Regions from separate parts of the Mus musculus genome. Here regions 2, 3 and 4 are each linked to region 1. A link is a contact called in public Hi-C data. All regions are on one chromosome and are shown on one strand. The core of a region is the stretch at or near the end of the contact, and the rest is flanking DNA. Distances in the headings are between cores, read along the strand shown. Region 1 holds the start of Ppp2r1a (protein phosphatase 2, regulatory subunit A, alpha). Region 2 holds the start of Prdm9 (PR domain containing 9). Region 3 holds the start of 5830433I10Rik (a long non-coding RNA gene). Region 4 holds the start of Psmb1 (proteasome (prosome, macropain) subunit, beta type 1).

Evidence for each region. Hi-C and Micro-C count contacts between places; a contact is called where the count stands out from the background.
Region 2: a contact with region 1 is called in a Hi-C map of CD4 T cells, with 5 times the contacts expected there. The contact joins the promoter of Prdm9 here to the promoter of Ppp2r1a in region 1. A contact is called at or near these places in 1 of 39 promoter capture datasets (pre-B cells) and 1 of 484 Hi-C or Micro-C datasets (CD4 T cells).
Region 3: a Hi-C map of CD8 T cells shows a contact between it and region 1, with 5 times the contacts expected there. The contact joins the promoter of 5830433I10Rik here to the promoter of Ppp2r1a in region 1. A contact is called at or near these places in 3 of 484 Hi-C or Micro-C datasets (CD4 T cells, CD8 T cells and uterus) and 1 of 9 other capture datasets (pancreatic islet).
Region 4: a Hi-C map of CD8 T cells shows a contact between it and region 1, with 7 times the contacts expected there. The contact joins the promoter of Psmb1 here to the promoter of Ppp2r1a in region 1. A contact is called at or near these places in 1 of 39 promoter capture datasets (pre-B cells) and 2 of 484 Hi-C or Micro-C datasets (CD4 T cells and CD8 T cells).

What each region holds. Positions count from the first base shown.
Region 1 is chr17:20,944,090-20,947,583 of GRCm38.p6, forward strand. Ppp2r1a (protein phosphatase 2, regulatory subunit A, alpha) reads left to right here and starts at 1,365. Exons shown (of 15, transcript NM_016891.3): 1 at 1,365-1,494. The coding sequence starts at 1,417.
Region 2 is chr17:15,561,269-15,564,654 of GRCm38.p6, forward strand. Prdm9 (PR domain containing 9) reads right to left here and starts at 2,063. Exons shown (of 10, transcript NM_144809.3): 1 at 1,953-2,063; 2 at 1,546-1,669; 3 at 1,147-1,254. The coding sequence starts at 2,021.
Region 3 is chr17:15,703,615-15,707,012 of GRCm38.p6, forward strand. It overlaps 5830433I10Rik (a long non-coding RNA gene), which reads right to left and starts at 1,763. Exons shown (of 2, transcript XR_001782213.2): 1 at 700-1,763. It overlaps Chd1 (chromodomain helicase DNA binding protein 1), which reads left to right and starts at 1,353. Exons shown (of 36, transcript NM_007690.3): 1 at 1,353-1,698; 2 at 3,326-3,398.
Region 4 is chr17:15,496,376-15,499,662 of GRCm38.p6, forward strand. Psmb1 (proteasome (prosome, macropain) subunit, beta type 1) reads right to left here and starts at 1,901. Exons shown (of 6, transcript NM_011185.3): 1 at 1,778-1,901. The coding sequence starts at 1,887.

The DNA.
Region 1 (3,494 bases), core at 115-2,614:
TATAAAGGAAAGAAACTGAAGAATGGCCAGAGAGATCATAAAAGAAAATACACTCACAAAGAATAGACAATGGTACCATTGTGCCAAACTCTTTTAGTGAGGTAGCGTATAAACTGAAGTTTCTAAGCCAGACCATTTGGATTAACTCTTATGGGATGAGGCAATGGTATGGCTGTCTTTTGAGGGTTACACCATAGACCTTTGACTGGCCCGGAGGTCACTATGTAGACCAAGATGATGTCAATCTCAGAAAGATGACAAGTTTTTGCTTCCTGAGTTTCATGATTGAAAGCATGTGCACTTTCACACATGGCTATGCCTTCTGTTCGTTATCACAAGACCAAGTGTTTCCTATTCAGGGCCAGAGATATGTGATCTGCATCATTACTTAGGAACGCCTACTCTCTGTGAGGGGGGGGGGGTTGTTTGTTTGTTTGTTTGTTTATTTCCACTCTCTGTGAGGGTGCTTTCTCAATTTTCTCTCTAATTGGAGAGGAAGAAGGGGGAAGGGAGGAATGGAGGTGTGGGGGGGAGGATGATGGAGGAGGGGAGAGGCGAGGGGAGTCGAAAGGAGAAAACAAAAATCAAGTATAGAAATAGCCACGCTTTAACAACCTTGATAGCATCTAACAACCCCGCTATGCCCACCTTCTTCCCTTTCATATTTTCAACCTTAAGGAGAAAGGATTGTGATAGTTTTATATTCGCCTTCTAAGTGAATCACAGCGCCCAAGCTCATTATGAGGCAGAGGTCCATCCTCAAAAAACTTTCGACCTTGTTCATTTTTTACTAGCTACCTAGAAGCTCCCCGGCAGGATGAAGACTCGCTCTGGCCGCTCTATTTCTTCCGGGTAAGGGGGGTGGGTAATAAAGCCTTGAACGCCAAGAGCCCCAGAACCGCATCCTAGAAACCAAGCAAGGCAAATCTCCCTACTTAGGAGTCCCTCCTTTACAGAGACCGGTATAGCAGAACCAGACAAGCATGTCCTTCATTACGTCACGCATAGCTCCCAAGACTCCAGCTTAAGTCTTCTCCGCCTCTCCCCAAGGGGCCATCTTAGCCACCTCCCACCCTCGACTCTCATTGGCAGCTAGACCTGCTTGTTCCCGTGGTTGCTAGCAGCGACGTAGGCGGGCACAATCTTGGTCACTAAGATACTTCACTTCCGGTTCCTCTCGTCCTTCGGGAAAAACATCTCATTCGTCCGGCCAATGGTGAATGAGAAGTAGGCGGGACTTGGTTGGTTCAGACCAAACAGACGCGAGCTTGTGCGGCAATGGCGGCGGGACGGCCCCTGTAGGGCGGCTCGGGCGCCCCCACGTCCGCTTTGCGTCCTTTCCCCGGCACCGCCCCGCCCGATCCCGGATTCCGCCTGGAGCTCGCTGCTGCCTGATAGAAACGCCAGGGAGCCAAGATGGCAGCTGCCGACGGTGACGATTCGCTCTATCCTATTGCGGTGCTCATAGATGAACTCCGCAATGAGGACGTTCAGGTACGGGGATCCTTCCGTTAGAGTGTGTGGGGGAGATCGGGGACGGGGATCTTCGCGGAATGTGGGAGCGATGGCTCCGGGTTCTCCGGGAGTGGCGGAAAGCAGCGGCAGCCAATCAGAATTCAGGTCTCATCTTTCTTAATAGCAAGGTTCGATGAGATGGCAGCCTTCATTGGGTGCCCGGCCAAGCGGAGGGCAAGCCTCGAGGGTCCTACCTGAGTGCGCGCGGCCGCCCCAGATCTGGGCCTGGGCGGCCCGAGATAGGGTGGCGGTCTTGTTGCCGCCTGCCAGTCGGTGATTGGCGGCGGACTCAGAATGGCTCTTTGTAGAGAATCGGCGGGGGCGCGTGACCTGCTGAGTAGAAACCCTCAGGGGTCCTGGCGACCCGGGTAGAGTTCCCATTGCTTTTAATGTTTTCGTTTTAACTGGAAGGAGTGGGGACTGATATTGGGATTGGGGACTGATACCGAGATTTCTGTCCATTCTTCACCGACCTCCACCTTGTATTTTGGGTTAGCTCTCCTGAAGGAGGAGGAAGGAGGCGGTGAAAGTATCCTCTCCTGAGATTTAACTAGCCGTAGCTGGGGTGGGTAACGTGCACAGACCCACCTGTTCTCCGACCTGGTCCCAAGCCGGCCTGCCAAGAGAGTTGATAGTTCTGGTTCATGGGAGAAGAATGAGCCAGGACCCCAGAGTTGTCGGACTGCTTTGGATTTGAAAAAGAGGTCAGACCTCAAGGCCGCATCCTCTCACCTGAGGATGACCTTGTGTGCACATTATTTCATCGCCCCTGGCTTCTGTTTTCTACAAATAGCGGCTAATAATAGTCCTGGTTTCCCTCGGTGGCCGAGGAAAAGTAGTAAAATGAAACTGGCTGTATGTAAAGGCTCTATAAATGTTAGCAATTATTTTGGGGGTGTGGCTATTGTGGCACTGTGCTACAGCCCTCTGCTTTTCCTTTTATATAGAATTGTTCATGCTGCACTCAGTCACCTTCCTGAACCTGGGCCTATCCTCTAAGTCTTACGTATTTATGTGTGACTCTGGTTCCATTGTTGGCAAGACTGGATTTGTACTCCTGGATCTTGCAATTTTTGCAAATTGACTCAGGCAGTCTGTGTTTCTCTTCTGTTAAATGGGAATAATAATCTGGTTTTGGGTATACTGAATGAATTTATTTGCATATGTTCTGTAAACACATGCAAAGCATGAGGAATGTTATTGGGTCATAAAGGAGACCAGAGCTTGGTATAGTGGTGCATGCATGCTAGCAATCCCAGCACTCAGGAGGCAAAGGCAGTGTCAAGGCTAGCCTGGTGACACTGTATCAAGAAAGAAGCAGTCTGGTTGCTGTACAAAGGCTAGATGTGAAACAGGTAAACAGAACTAAATCTGCATATTACCACATGTAAGAAAGAATGAGACTTGTCAATGTTGAAAGAGTGAATCAGCAAGTGTTTGCTGGGCCTTTCTTCAGAGTGGTATTTTGGATAGTTGAAGAACAAAAGAACAAAACTTGCCTTAAAGGAATTAACCTTTTAGTGAGTGGTCACAGATAAATAGGCATTATGTTGACTATGGAAAATTTTAAGGAGAAAATAAGAAATGTAGAGTAAGCATGGGAAAGTCTTGTTGAAATTTGAAACAGTACCTGCTTGTTGAAGGAGCCATTAGATTCTGGGCAGAGTGTGTAACCTCTAGACAGTTGGGTGAGGAATTAGGCTAGTTGAGGGAGGCTCCTTCTAGGATGTAAAGTTTAAAAAGTTGGAGATGAATCCAGATAGAGAGAGAGAGAGAGTGTGTGTGTGTGTGTGTGTGTGTGTGTGTGTGTATGCGCGCAATGGCTATAGTTCTAGTTTTTTGGCTCCAAGGGTGTTTAGTAATGTCTAGGGATGGTTTGGTTGCCACAACTGGGAGATTGTTGCTGCTTTTAGTAGGTTGAAGTCATGAATGCTGTTAAGCATGATTGCAGTATATAGGACATCTTTCTTAGGTAGGAA
Region 2 (3,386 bases), core at 813-3,312, 5.4 Mb before region 1:
GTTCTATTTCCTAACATATTTGGAGATGAAGCTATTAGAAGCTAATCATAACAAGATGACACCTGAAGAGTGTGGCCCCATAATTGAATTAGTTCTTTCATAGGTAGAGATCCTATGAAAGGCTAAATGTGTTCTACACATGAACACACATAGTTCATGTGAATACACAGTGGAGATCTCTTATACACAAAGGAGAAGCCATTGTTGAAACCTGACAAGGCAGCACTCCCATTTTGGATTTCTAGCCTCTAGAACTGTAAGAAATATATTTCTGCTTAAAAATTTAGCACATGATATTTTGTTGACAGCTCTTTAGCTACCTAATTAATGCAACGAGCACACATTTCTCCAGATATTTAAGTGGCCAACAAGCATAGAAAAAAGTGTTCAACACAATTAGTTATCAGGGAAATGAAAATTAAAGTCCCAGTGATATATCATAAGAAGTAATGGCAAGGATGAGGACAAATTGGAATGCTTGAATGACCACCTTTGATGGGAATATAAAATGGCACAGCTACCAGAAATAGTAAGTCCCTCAAAAATTAAAATAGAGCTGGGCGTGGTGGCCCATGCCTTTAATCCCAGCACTTGGGGGGCAGAGACAGGCAGATTTCTGAGTTCAAGGCCAGCCTGGTCTACAGAGTGAGTTCCAGGAAAGCCAGGGCTACACAGAGAAACCCTGTCTCAAAAAAAAAAATTAAAATAGAATTACTTTATGATTTAGATTTCTTTATGTACATATAAAGAGTGAAAATAAGATCTTGAAGAGACATTTGCACAACCATGGTCATATTTACATGATTAATAATAAGCACGCAGGCTACAGACTAGGTAAGGTGCTTATCCTAGCTACTTTGGGTTTGATATTTCTTGTTCATGCCCAGATTTGTATATATTTCATATTTATTATATTTATAAATAGCATATAGTTTTCACATATTTTAAAATGTACAGGAATAGATTCTTACTATTAATTTTGCATTGCATCTTGTTTGTTTGCTGACCCTTGATTCTGAAACACCCAGTTTTCAGAAGTTGGTTCTGAGACATTATGGAACCTAAATCTGGCTTGGTTTCCGATGGGTACTTCTAAATTCTCCTGCCCCCTCACCTCACTTCTAAACTCTCCTAGCCTCTCCTCACCTTGTTGCTTAGGTGTCCACTCTTCATCAGAATCCTCACTGTCATTTATTTGGGGTTTCATTGCTTGCCTTTGGTAACACATGAAAGCTGGTCTAGGGGCTCTGAGACCTGAAAAGCAGCAAAATATTCCTCTTAAAAAGGCCCTAGAGGATGGAACAAATGTATCACAAGGCCAGGTAGGCTCTGGGTGTGGAGATGAGATCTCTACAGGGCCAGTGCTAACATTTAGTCCTGGACACACAGACACACACACACACACACACGTTTCCTCTAAACTTGTCTCCATTGGGAACTGTACCACTGTAGATACCTGGGAAGACCCTAACATAACATGGGAACATGGGAACTGAGATTTTATTTTTTTAATCTAGACTGGTTCAACCGAAGACTTCTTGTTACCTATTGAAATCAGCATTTTATAGTTCCTTTTCACATTTCTATAGCGAATTTTCTCCCACTCTCCCATCTCTGCCCATTCTTCTTTGGAGAAGTATATGGAAATGTCTTTGAATTCATCTTTGACCTGGGGGAAAAAAAATAAAAACAAAAAACGGAACATGCTGGGCCGGGCTTGGGACCCTGGAATGTGGTCTCAGTGACCAAGGTTATCCTCCCATTCCCAGAACCTTCTTTAAGCAAACACTGGATGTTCATGCTGACAGAGCAGTTGCTAATGAGCCTTTCCTCTCTCACATATCGGGACCCACCTTCTTGTCATAGGAAAAATCAATATGGTATTGGTACTCAAGGCTGTTTGCCTCTGCCCACCCCATGATCCTCCTGACTCAAGGATAACTTCGTACTACCTTGGGTTTCCACTCGAATTTCCCTGTATCTTCTTCAGGACTATTTTCTTCCAGCTTGTTGGTGTTCATGGTGCAGGACATTTCACTGGAGAGGTCCAGGGTCCTATGGTCCTATGGATGAAGAGGTAACTAAGGGCCTTAGGCGATCAGAGATGCCCACCAGCACATGGGAAGGAGCTAGGGGCTGGGAATCCATGCAGCCAACACAGGCAGCTTCTTCGGACTCCGAGGTCTAGTACTCTGGTGCAGGAGCAAGGATTCTGGACTGAGCCCTAAACCTAGGCACCGACCCTCCGTCCGGGTCAGGACCTGCGACAGCAAGGAAGGAAGATTCCTCCCGCCAACCGGTGTCCCCCCCCACCCCATTCCCACTTGCTCTTCATCTGGACCAAGGAGTCAGCCAGGGTCTGAAAGATGTTTTCAGGTAAATGGATTCGGGAATCCCGAGTACAAGGGATTGAAGTCCCTCTGGTGAAAATGTAGGAACGCTCTGGCTGAGATTTTAACTTTGGGGACCTCGGGCTGAGGAGTGGGGTGCATCAGATTGAAGGAATTGGGTTCGTAGGCTAGAGGAGTCTTTCAGGCTGTGAAATAAGGTTTGGAGACTCGCAGTCTGACGAGATTTGACGATTATGTCACGAAGAGTTGGGATTTGTCACGTCGGAGGTATTTAGGGTCCTGCGGGACGAGAGCATTTAGGATCTCTGGAAGCCAATCTGGAGTGACAGACAGGTCCTCGAGACCGAGGGCGTCTGGGGTCTTTGGGGCTTAGGAGAGTCTCTACGCTGAGAGTCCAGGTTTCCTGTCTGGAAACTTAGTCTCTCTGAGGCGAGCTACCCAGGTTCCTCAGGCAGAGGCTGGGTTGGTTCCGCACAAGTGCATTTGGGACCTCACTCAGCCAAAGGGCGTTTGGAGTTCCCGAGAAGCTGAGGTGACCGGGTGTGTGCGTGTGAGCGCGCGCGCGCGTGTCACGCTGAGGGGGTCCGAATCTAATTTAGGGGATATGGGGTCTCACGGGCTGAGCCTAGAAAGCCTCGCTGGTCCTGAAGGTTTCGCCTGCACTCATGGTCCAGAATCCCGCGGCTCTGAGGCCACCGCCGGCGTTCGTCCCTCTGAGGAGTTCCGAGGCTGACTGACAGGAGAATCCGCCAATTGACAGACAGCTGGCTGAGGGGCGGGAACAAGAAAAGCGGAGGGCGGAGCTCTGCCTGTCAGTCAGGGTGCAATTCCTGCCCGTGGCTTTCTCCAGGCTGCCCCTCCCCTCGCTGGGATTGCCAGGCCCCTGCACGAATCAGGTAGTGGCCAGCGCGCAGGCGCACACTTGTTCTCTGTGCGGCGTCCGTTCCTTCAGACTCCTCTTTTTCAATGTGGCAGGCTGTGTTACCTGACCTGTGTCCTGTCTACTAAAGGTCTTAAAACCATGGAGCAGAGCTT
Region 3 (3,398 bases), core at 513-3,012, 5.2 Mb before region 1:
TTCTTTTTTAGGTTTTTCGAGACAGGGTTTCTCTGTGTAGCCCTGGCTGTACTGGAACTCACTTTGTAGACCAGGCTGGCCTCGAACTCAGAAATCAGCCTGCCTCTGCCTCCCAAGTGCTTGGATCAAAGGTGTGCGCCACCACCGCCGGGCAAAGTTTAAATTTTCATTAGAAATTTCCCAAATAGCTTAAGAATCATTTGGAGATATTATGGCAGCCAAACTCATTTGACTTCGAAGGAGAGGTCTCTACAGAAAATGCAACTTCAAAAAGTAAGTTGAAAACTTTAAAAAGTTAGACCCACAAGGTGGGTACACCAGCAATTCCTTTACTACCACTCCGGAGGCTGAGGCAGGGAGATGGAGAAGTGGAAGACCAGCCTGGCTTTGTATACTGTCTTTAAAGAATCTTTTATTTGCAGGCCAGGTAATGAAATCAGAAAGAATTTTGATTTAAAAACAAGTAAGCAAACAAAGTTCCAAATCCTTGCAAAAACAGTCAGCCTTGTGGTGATGGCACACGCCTGCCTGTAATGCCTAAACTTCGAAGGATCACCCTGAGGCCACCCTGGGCTACATAATAAAACGCTCTTTCAAAACCAAAAAGCATAATAAAAACAAAATTGAAAACCGTACATAGATTGCTACATCACCACGCTTGAAGAGATTCTGCTTCGACATACTGAGGCCTGCGGATACAGTAATGACAGTAACTGTCAACTAAGCTGCAGCACCTTAGATCCAGTTACCAACGCCCCTCCAGTTCCGATTCCGCACGGCACCCTTCCACCCGCATTCCAGGGAGCGATCTAGGCAGGCACAGTTGTAAAAGTTCTTTTATGAACCAGGCATGGGCCACCCACACACGAATCAAGGAGCGTCCTGGGAGGTCAGCAGCTCGAACTCTATTTTCTCTCTTTCACTAAAGCCCCGCCCGGGAGGAGACTTAGTCGCTGGTCGCCCAGGCAAAGATCGCAGCGGGAGGCGACTAGGTTGCCCAATAGTTCTCTAGCTGCCCGGGTGACGCAGCAGCTCCGACCGGACTCCGGACACCCGGCGCGCGCGGCCGGCCCCCACCGCAGGCAGTCCTGGGCCCCCGCTCTGGATCCCTGCGCATCCGTGCCGTGACCAGAGCGCCCATCCCCGGGAGCCCCACGAACGCCAGGGGTAGCGCCGGTTACGAGTGCGAAGGCCGAGCCTGGGCTGGACTCGGTGGCTTTCCCCGAGGGGCGTGCACCACCTCGGCGCCCCGCCCCGCCCCGCCCCGCCCCCGCGCGTCGGCGGAAAGGCCGGGCGTGCGCGCCGCCGCCGCGCGCCGGGAAGGGGAGTGAACCGAGGCGGTGACGTCGCTCGGGAGGCGGAGGCGACAGCGACCTCGGCGGCGCCGCGCGGCGGAGACGGTTGCGCTCGATCGCGGTCTTGGCGTCATGGCGGCTGCCGGCGGCCGATAAGCGGCGGGGCGGGAGCGCGGACGGAGGAGGCGCCCTCGGTACTTCCCGCTCGGCCCGGGCGCCCGGAGATGAACTGATCGTCGGACCCGCTCCCCAGCTCCGCGCGTCTCCGCCCGCTGCCTCCCCTCCCCCTCTGCCGTCCGCGGCGCGGGTCCCGCGGCCTGGGCATCCAGGATCGCGGGCCCCCGCGCGGGGCATCCTCCGCCCGAGGCGCCGGCCCGCGCCACCCTTCGCCCTGTGCCCGCCGGTAAGGACGGGTCGGCGAGGCCGGGGAGGCCGGGAGCGGGCGAGGCCCGCGAGGCCCGGCGCGGCGCCGGGGGCGTGGGAGAGCGGCCCGGCGCATCCTCAGCGGCCTGGCGGCGCTGCCCGGCGCGCGGAGGGGACCAGCACGTGGGAGCGCGGGGCGGGTGGGGGGGAGGGGGCGGTGGCCGGGCGAGCCCGGGAGGGCGCGCGGCGGGGCTGCGGGAGCGGGAGGCGGGAAGGAGGCCGCGGCGCCCGGCTGCGGGGAGAAGGTGCAGCGGCCCCGCGCGGCGCCGCCCGGCAAACTTAGCCGGGAGCCCGGCAACTGCCAGGCGGGGAAGGAGGCTGCAGAGGGAGCCCTGGCCACTTCGGGGGCTCTTATTGTTGAGACGCGGGAGCGTCCGGAGTCCGGGCGCTCGGAGGAGAACTTAGGGCCGGACGGAGAAAGGAGGCGAGGCTGGAAAGGAAGTCCAGCGGACGGGGAAAGCCATCTTGAGGGGCGAGAGGAAGGTGAAAGGGAAAGCGCCTAGGCGAGTGAACTTTCTCAGCGCAGACTTTGCGGAGAGGAGGTGGAGGACTTCGGCCGGTTTCACCGGGGCTGGAATTAATAGTTAACGTTAGGAATTACTGTTGAGTGCTGTGGATCTTAGGTGACCTGTTCTCCCAGAGGTATGGAGACTGAGCTCTGCAGGTTGGAAATCCTGATCCAGGTGCAGAGTCGGCCCCCCGGGCGGAGGTGGCAGCAGCCTGTTTGGCCCCTCTGTTCTTTGGAGTGGAAATAATCAGTTAAGTCTCTGCTGGAGTCGGAGGACAACTCTGTTGCGTCCCGAGTGTGTCTTGGTGGTACTTTCTGGCTGGGGAAGGATCTGACGTCTCCTTCCCCCGCTTCTTCCTCTCCCTCCCCTGCCAGAGATCTCCTTTGTTTATTCGTGGTTGGCTTGTAGGTGACTCTAGTGCTCTGGCGGAAATCTTGAGAGGTGGAAATATTGTCTTGCTCCCCACCCCCGTCCCCGTCGTTTGCCTTGAAAATAAGATACAGTGTGTATTCTTTGTATTGCCTTTTTATGTTTTTTTTCAAGGCGTCTTAAGTACCTTACTGGGTATATAATTTTTTTTTCCACTCTACCATTGGTTTACCTGGTAAAAACTGTCTGTTTTGACGTTTGTAGTTTTGCTAAGATCATGATAACCTTTTATTACTCTCTTTTCCGAATGAACATTTAAAAACTTTCCTTAGCTGGATATGAAGTTCTTAGTAATAGGAGTTAGTGCTTCAGTAAACATAACCCTTACCCTCTCGTCGTTTGTTTGTCGAAGTTACCGAGTAGCATTTTCTCCTCTTTGGGAGTATGTATATGTTACTTTGTTTTAGGAATCTATATAAATAGTGCTACACAGTAGTAATTAGTCTGGAAAGTTTGTTGCTCTTCTGTCAAAACAGCACTAGCAGTGGCAGGCTAAGTCCTAGCAAGCAAGAATGCACTTAATAGATGCCTAGTTCTTGTACGTGAAAGGCGTCTGGGCCTTCGAGCCACCTCTAGTCTGATGGCCTAGGTCCATTTCTGGGAGTTCTAAGTCGGGCTTACATCTTTTCCTACAGCACATATTCTTAACTGCTAATCTATTTCCCGCAGGTGACACAGAGAGAGCCCCAGGAAACCCGTGAATGTTGAAGAAAATTCATCTTTGAAATTTTGATATTCGAGG
Region 4 (3,287 bases), core at 651-3,150, 5.4 Mb before region 1:
CACTTGCAAAGTGAGGTTTTAATACAATTCTCCCAATAGTACTACGTGAAATGGGACATAATACTGCTCCAGTAAGAGTGCTGTGACAGAAGGAACGCAGGATGACAGGAGGAAGAAGGGCAAATTCAAATACGACACCAATGTATGCAACCAAGGTTTTACAACTCCCTAGATGTGTCTGCTGAGGAAAACAACATATCCCCACCCCTTTAAACTGAGCCAAGACTTCCAAGGAGCAGCAGTAACTGAAAGGAACAATTACCCTGCTTGTTTTGTTTACTAACATGGGTTATGGAGAGATCAGAAAACTCGGTTAGATACGGTTTCCCAAAGAGGCCGGAATTTCAGGGACTTTTGAGAAATAGTTACAGAAACAGACTTAGGAATTATAAAAGATTAGTAATTATATAAAGGCCTCAAGTGACAAAAACCTGGAAGCTACAAAGAGAAATTTATATATTGTAGAATCTGAGGCTGCTTGCAGGGCTAGTTGCAATAAATGCTAAAAGGCACAAAAGAGAAAAGTGATTTAATGGATAGGTGTAAGTAACTATGAACAAAGTGATGGATAAGAAGAAGTAAAGGAGGTTAAAAAAAGTGACTCATGAGTACTGCATTCGGAACACCTTGAAATTAACACATCTTACAAAGTAAGTACTTAGTGTTCACGTGCAGCATTAAGCAGCATACTGGAAAAGCAAACTGAAACTGGACTCGGCTGAGAACGCTATGAATTTAAATCCGGTTCTAATTCACACCAGCTCTATAGCCTGGGCTGTTTAGATGCCAAGAGTCAAGAAGTAAAACTATGAAATTATTCACTTAACTGCTTGAAATTAAAACAAACAAACAAACAAACAAAAAAACCTACCTTGAGTCTTCCCCAATCTATAAGTAACTGAAAGGAGCCCACATAGTACATTCACAATTGCTCTTCAAAAGGTACAACCAAGACTAAAATCAACCTTTCACTATCTGTATGATCAACGCTCAACATTCATAAAGCCATATTTAACGTTTTTGCTTTTCTTTCTTGAGACAAAGATTCTCCGTGTAGCCCAGGCTGTCCTGGAACTTGCTCTGTAGACCAGACTGGCCACGAACTTAAGAGACCCACTTGCCTTTGCTAGCAGTAAAGGCGTGCTCCACCACCGCCTGGCTGGTTTTGCTTTTCTTAAACAAGCCCCCCCCCCGCCCCCCTTTTTTGGATAATTAGCTGTTTCAACTTCTAATTTGATGAAGAATACCCCTGTATTGTCAACGGTCCTAAATACAAAGGAAAAATATCTTCGAATAAAGCGGATAATTAAAATGCTAAAGTAATTTGAGAGTAAAAATAAACACACACAAGGGTCCGACTGCCTAAGGCTGTGGATGCAGCTCAGTAGACCTTGCCCAGCAGGCTACGTCTCAAGAGCAGAACAAAACAACCTTCACTTTCATCCCTGAAATTAAGTCTGGTTAATCATGTTAGTTTCCTCTTAAAACAACAAGTGATCAGGCGGCCCAGCGACAGAAACAGCTACTCGTCTAACAACCAAGACAAATCATAACTTCATGTTCGCCCGTTGGCTTTAGAAACGTGTTCAAGCCCTACCAAACAACAGGCCATAGGGCGGAAGATTGAGGTGGGAGCCCGGTTGCTGGAGCAAACGGCACCGAGGGCGTCCATGCACAACTGAGTGCTGGGCTGCAGGCTACATCCCTGCCATTCCCACACCCGCCCGTCGCGACCCCAGGCTCGACCCAGGTGAGGGCAGCAGGCCCAGGCTTTTACCCTCCGTTGAAGGCATAAGGCGAAAACCGCAGCTGCACAGGGCCGGCGGAGCCGTGAGGCCCCATTCCCAGCTCTCGTTCCACGTCTCGGTAAGCAGCAGTGGAAAGCATCGCGCCTAACTCCTGCTGTCTCACGGCAAAATGGCCGCCGGGACCGGTCCACTTCCGCCTCCCTCGCCCCGCCCCCCTAGGCTCCTCTAGCCTGCACTCGTCGTTGCTCTTGGAGGTCTACGCCTGCGTCCGGCTAGCGCACAACCTGGATCCGCCAATCCTGCCAACAGAGAAACCTGTTTTATAACCCTAAGAAAACGTTTGGATTTACTCATGGCGGATAGAAAATTAAAAGTCTGACCATACCAAAAAAATTAACCCAATTACAGAGCAACGACAACTCGGATGTCACATTGGCGAAGTGGCACAGCGTTTGAGACGGGTTAGTAGTTCATGCTGCATTCAAGGCCAATCAGGACGCATGTCAACTGTGTGGTGTACGCAGCCACGAGACCCAGGAAGCAATACCAGATTTCTTTAGCCAGAATATGATGGTTAATATTGTTAATTTCACAGAACTTAGCATCATGTAGGTAAAACCCATGGATGCGTCTATGCGGGTGTTTCAAGGTTTAATTGAGGAGCGAAGACCCAACTAAAATATAAGCGGCGCCACCTCATTGCCTGGATTTCCCGACTAAATAAAGAAGAAGCGAACTAACATTTATCTATTTATGTTTCTGGTCTGTGGATGCAATCCAGTTGGCATGCTTCCCCCTGGGTTGTATCTCCTCAAACAGTAAGACAACATAAAACCCGCTTCCCTTATATTGCCTCTTGACAAGCCTTTGTTAAGTTTTCTCAATTCCCCAGTCTTCTGAGGTTTCCTGTACTTTCAAGAGAAAATGTTTCCTTTAGGGGAAAATAGATACACAGTACTATTGTACTTATTAGAGTCTGTGTAAATAGACAACCTATACAACACCTACACACATAACACACAGATACTGTCCATCACACACACAGACACACACACAGAGAGAAAGAGAGAGAGAGAGAGCGCTAACCTTAACCTAAAGGAGCTCATTACCTCGTTGATAATGCAAAATACAAGGGAAAGGAAGTACGCAGAACAACACATGTATATGCCTTAGATGAACTTCAGAAGGAAAAAAAAATTAAGATATGTTGGAATCAATCAAGCATTATGAAGCAGCCTAAGAAACAGCTGACGTTTTCTTGTGGCAGCAAGGAAGAGAGCTGGTAGTGACCGAGCTAAAAATAGAAATGAATCTGTGACTACAAAGTCGCTTGTTTTGTTGTTCTTCCTTGAACGTAAGTTAACATCTACTGAGAACATGATGAGGAGCGTTTGCTTGACATTTTCCTTAGCCACCTCACAAATCTCAAAGGGGAGGAGCCAGTAAGCTTGCCAAGCAATCTCTGGAGTTCGAAGCCAGCCAGTTCTACAGAGTGAGTCCCAAGAAAGTCGGGGCTACACAGAGAAACTCTTTCTCACA